Regions from separate parts of the Mus musculus genome. Here region 1 is linked to region 2. Evidence: chromatin contacts called from public promoter capture Hi-C data. All regions are on one chromosome and are shown on one strand. The core of a region is the stretch at or near the end of the contact, and the rest is flanking DNA. Distances in the headings are between cores, read along the strand shown. Region 1 holds the start of Tnnt1 (troponin T1, skeletal, slow). Region 2 has its middle 42 kb from the start of Oscar.

Region 1 (2,700 bases), core at 128-2,627, 940 kb before region 2:
GTGAGATCCTGTCTCAAAAAACCCCAAACTAAACTCAAACCAAAACCAACCAACTAACCAACCACCCACCCAACCAGAGAGAGAGAGAGAGAGAGAGAGAGAGGACACAAAGACATGCAGAAGGCTTGAGAAAGAGAGACAGAGAGACACATGGCCCAGACACAGAGGGGCAGAGCCCAAGTGATAAACAGCTTAGAGAAATATACAGACACACCGACCGCCAGAAACACACGGACAAAACCACAGAGAGATCGTGTTAATCCCACCACTGGAAAGTGGTGGCTGGAGGATCAGAAATTCAAGGCTGTACTTAGTTACATAATGAGTTCTAGTCTAATGAGGGCTACATGGGACCTACTATGTGGAACATCTTTCATTTCAAATCTTTTATCTCATTCCCCAAACAAACAAAAACCAAAAGCTATGCAGAATTTCACAGCAATCCAGATGACAGACAATGGACATGTGTGTGTGTGTGTATGTGTGTGCACACACACACATACACAGAGAGAGAGAGAGAGGGAAGAGAGAGGAGAGAAAGATCAAAGAGTCCAAACCCAAGAGGGGAAGAGAAGCCCAGAACACCCACAGAAACAGAACTGCACTGGAGGGAGGCATGGAGGGGGCGAGAAAGCTTGCCTTGCCACCACTAGCTTCCCTGGAGTTCAAGGTCACGGCTTGACTGGGAGTGGGGGTTGGTGGTGGGAGGATACTAAAAATGTTCCTGTTGGTTAGAAAGAGGAGGGGCTGGGAGAGTGAGGGCTCTCCAGTCTGACATCTCATCCCCTCCCCCCTCCCCACACCTGCTTCCCAGCTTTAGCTGCCTGTTGTCACCACGGTGGAATTCTGGTGGTGGACAAAAGAGTGGGGGTAGGGAGGGGGGAGACATTTGGACAGAGACAGAGAGGAGAGAGATGGAGGAAGCGGGGGGGGGGGCATGTGGGGAGGGGGGAAGGACACAGAATATACAGATGGAGGCCAGAGACAGAGGCCATGAGAGAAGTTTGAGAGAAGCCACACAGAGGTAGAAATAGAACCTCACTTAAGACATTCCCCTGGGTCATTAAGCCTCCTTTTCCTGTACTGTTTCCAGTCTTGGGAACTCCAAAGCACTGGGTATTGTTGGGTACTCTAAGAGGGTTTGAGGGGTGGCCTGATGGAGCCTGAGCCCTACGGTGTTTGCTGATGGAAATCCTACAGGGATGTTGAAGCCGATGACAGGTGTTGGACCCCCAAACTGGATGGAGCCAGAGGGGGCAGGGCAGGGCTCTGAGCATGGGGGATGGTGTCTGAATATCGGAATCCTCGCCCCCTCCTCCAACCTGGGGCGGGGCTCAGCACCTAGCTATAAATCCAGGGGGTGCGTCACTGTCCTCAGAAGCCTCAGACTCCCTCTACAGCATCTGTGGACCCAGCCTTAGGTAACTGTCTCTGAGTTCTTAACACTGATGTCTTTGGGGAATGGGGGCCAGGTGTGACAGTGGGGACAGAATATTCTCTTCCTTCCTCCTCCTCCTCCTCTTCCTCCTTCTTTGAGACAGTCCCATTCGGTAGCCCAGGCTGGCCTTGAGTTTGCAATCCTTCTGCCTCCTGAGAGTTGAGATTATAGGCAGCAGCAACCCAGCTAAGCCTGAGCCTTTGGGAAGACTTGGAGTGGCAAAAGTGGAGGGGTAGAATCTGGGGGGGGGGTACATAATCTGGGGCTGCTCTTCTTAACATTGTGGAGGAAGCATTCTGAAGGCAGAGGCATGTGGATCTCTATGAGTTCAAGTCTAGCCTGGTTTACAGAGTTCTGACTAGTCAGGGCAACATAATAATATCATCTCAAACCAAAGCAAAACCAAACAAAAACGGTTCAGAGACTGGGAAATTGTGGAAGGGCAGGTGCCCCGTGAATTAAGCTTTGGAGAGTATGAGGTACGGGGAACTGGGGAGGGCTTAGGGCCAGAAGTCCCAGTGCTCAAGAGGTTGAGGCAGAGGATTTTGAGTTCAGGGCCAGCTGAGAAACAACAATGTCCTGTCTTGGAATACAAACAAAGAAACAGCCAACTATTAGGAACAGTGACACTGTTATTCGTGGTGTCCTAAAAGGGATCCCTGAGTTTGGTTGTCAGGTATTTGAGGATCTTATATCTGGGGGCAGACTGTTCTGATGTTCTGGGAGGCACAAGAATCAGGAATTCAAGGTTATCCTTGGCTACATAGTGAGTCTAAGGCTAGTTTGGGTTATATGAGACCGTGTCTCAACACCACCCTCCAACCCTCTTCCAATCCTGAGGGTCTGAGACTGTTAGTGCCCAGAATTCATGTGCTGGTATGAACTGGGCACCCAACCGAGAGATGCGAAGATTTCTTGGTCTCACACAACAGGGGCATAGGACTGGATCTCAGAATCTGTGGGTAGTGAGCTTTGAAGATCTCAACCTGGGGGCTTTCAGGCCTAGAACAGCAGAGTTTGGATGAGGGGGTCACTGACTTTAGGGTCTCAGGACGAAGCTGCTCTTGATACAGCCATCCCTTTGTGGAATGTAGGGGGAAGGGGAAAGCGGGACAGGATGGGAGGAATCAGGGCTGTGGTAGGAGGGGAGCAGTGGGGCTGGGGTGGGGGGAGCCCCACTTCTCCAACTCCTTATTGGGAAATGTCCTCTGTTTCTTTGTCTGTGACATTCCCCCAAAATAGCACTAGAAGTGGGGCAGCTA
Region 2 (2,700 bases), core at 42-2,541:
CTAGGGGCCTGAGAAGAACCATGAGGGGGAGAAGGTGAGGAGAAAGGGAAAGACACCATGGGTCAAGAAAGCATGGCCCTGAGGCTGGCAAATTGGAGTTACTCTGGCCCAGATGAACCAGAGTAAGTAATAATTCAGGGTTTCGATAGGAACCAGATTTTAATAGCATAGAAGGTAGATAACTGCCCAGATCTAGTGCCAATTAAGGCTTATTGTAAATATAAGGTGGTGTGCGTCTTTTATCCAGGAACTAAATGGTCAAAGGTGGAATAGAAACCCCAGATGAGGATTAAAACTTTCTGCAAGCATGAGCAATCTACCAGTCTCCATACCCACTAAAAGAATGAATCTCTAGGGCTGGAGAGACGGCTCAGTGGTGGAGCACTTGTTGCTCTTGCAGAGGACCAGGGTTCTGCTCCTACAATCATCTGCAACTCCAGTTACAGGGGATCTAAAGCCCTCCTCTGACCTCCCAGAGCACCAGCCACACATATGAGCTACATGAAGGCAAAACACTCATACACAAGAATAAAATAATGCCATTTCATTTTGTTTTTCTGTTTTGTTTTTTTGTTTTTTGAGACACGGTTTCTCTGTAGTTCTAGCTATCCTGGAACATACTCTGTAGACCAGGCCAGCCTCGAACTGACAGATATCCACCTGCCTTTGCCTCCTGAGTGTTGGGATAAAAGGCACGTTGCCACCAAGGCCTGGCTAAACAAATCTTACAAAATATAAAAAAGAACAATTCTCCTTTTCCCCAGCGACTATAAACTGCTAATAAATAGTTCCATGGTTAGAGGCAGGACCTCAACTCCTCCCCTATACATTCTTGAGATTTGACTGGCTTGGTCTTGGGTAGGTAACCATAGCTGCTGTGAGTTGATGACTGCAGTCCCCACTTTCTGTTCATCACATGTGTGCCTTGTGCCCAAGGTCAGAAAAGAGCCTCTGATTCCCGGAACCTGAGTTATGGAGGCTGTTAGCAGTAGGGGCTGTTGACTGAATCTGGGTCCTCTGCAACAGCAGCCAGTGCTCTTAACCACTGAGCCATCTCTCCAGCACCCGCTTCTCACTTTCTTAGTAGAGACTTCTGACCATTATCACGATATCCTCTGGTTGTCAATTTGCAGTTAAAAAAAAAATCATAAAATTTGTGTCACACATTACAGGAACTTGGATTGGGATTGTGTTAGGTGACGGCTGGTTCCTCCAGGGGATAGGAGCAAAGGTTGATAACAGTCTGAATCTCTTCCTTTGAGGTTCCTGTTGTCTCCTGCAGGGAGGTGGCACTGTTGCTGCACTTCTGAAGCTGGGGTTGGAAGGGAGACCGGTTTGTACTGTCTGGAATACAGTCAGTTACAGTCCCCCTCGTCTCATTGTGAATCATTCGTCTCCTTTCTCCCAGAGAAGAACCTAAAATTTTCTCTTGACCAATATACTTTTAAAGAAAAGCTCCAGTATTCTTCTAGGTTGAGAGAGGGTTAATAGATTTATTATAAACTGGCTGGTGGTGGAACAGGCCTTTAACCTCAGTGCTCAGGAAGACAGACAGATCTCTGAGTTCCAGGCTAACCTGGCCTATACAGAGCCAGTTTCAGGATAGCCAGGACTACACAGAGAAAATCTGTCTTGAAAAACAAACGAACAAACAAATCTAGGCTGAAGTAAGAAAGGGATCCCATGGGCATATTATTAAACTGCCTTTCTGATGTTCATATTTAATAGAGCTATACTCAATAGTGCGAGGGAAACTTCTCCACAGTAGTCAGCGATGAATGTAAAGATGCTGAGAATAAATGACTATTGAGCACCCTAGATGGGACATTTATATCACTCCCGCCCCAACCAAGGCTTGAGGAACACCAGATAGGATAGATAGAACGCCAGAGTCTGAGGACAGATGGGCATGGTACAACCTTCAGGATGTGACATTGCCGTGAACTCATTGCAGCTGTGGCTATTAGACAAAATCAAGCCTGCAGGATTACTCAACATTCCAACAATTAGCACGGACTGGACTCAGTGGGTGTCTTGGGGTTACTGCCGTTGTGATGCGATACCAGAGCAAAAGCACCCCAGGAGGAAAGAGTTTATATGGTTTACATTTCTAGAGTCATAGCTCACTGAGGGGCGCCAAGGCAGTACTGAGACCAGGCAGAACCTGGAGGCAGGAGAAGCTTACTGGCTTGCTCCTCATGACTTCCTCAGCCCGCTTTCTTATAGAACCCAGGACCAACAGCTCAGTGGGTGGCACTACCCATGGGATCACTCAGACGCTGACTCCATGGCAGTCTTCAATCTGGTAGGTCAGGAGACTAGACCTAAACATTTGTTTCCCAGAACTAGACAAATCCAGGCAAGTCAGTTATTGGAAAAACCCTAGGCCTCAGGCAGCCAATCAGAAACTGCCTCACCATCAGAGGCTGCCCACCACCTGGCCTCAGGCAGCCAATCAGAAACTGCCTCACCATCAGAGGCTGCCCACCACCTGGCCTCAGGCAGCCAATCAGAAACTGCCTCACCATCAGAGGCTGCCCACCACCTGGCCTCAGGCAGCCAATCAGAAACTGCCTCACCATCAGAGGCTGCCCACCACCTGGCCTCAGGCAGCCAATCAGAAACTGCCTCACCATCAGAGGCTGCCCACCACCTGGCCTCAGGCAGCCAATCAGAAACTGCCTCACCATCAGAGGCTGC

What was found. Promoter capture Hi-C pulls out the DNA fragments that hold promoters and counts their contacts.
Region 1: a contact with region 2 is called in a promoter capture Hi-C map of stem cell-derived epiblast-like cells, with 10 times the contacts expected there. The contact joins the promoter of Tnnt1 here to the enhancer-like site in region 2. A contact is called at or near these places in 11 of 39 promoter capture datasets (the 3T3-L1 cell line, 3T3-L1-derived adipocytes, the C10 cell line and 6 more), 4 of 115 datasets of contacts at active chromatin or transcription factors (bone marrow-derived macrophages, embryonic stem cells and trophoblast stem cells) and 2 of 9 other capture datasets (adipose tissue and liver).

What each region holds. Positions count from the first base shown.
Region 1 is chr7:4,514,652-4,517,351 of GRCm38.p6, reverse strand. It overlaps Tnnt1 (troponin T1, skeletal, slow), which reads left to right and starts at 1,377. Exons shown (of 14, transcript NM_001277903.1): 1 at 1,377-1,421.
Region 2 is chr7:3,573,007-3,575,706 of GRCm38.p6, reverse strand. No RefSeq gene overlaps it. Among named protein-coding and RNA genes, the nearest start is that of Oscar, 42 kb to the left of the region's middle. Within about 2 kb of position 1,291, at least 20 of the 459 cell types and tissues checked have an H3K27ac peak or open chromatin away from gene starts, as enhancers often do. A contact at or near this core is called in stem cell-derived epiblast-like cells and trophoblast stem cells, where this site is marked.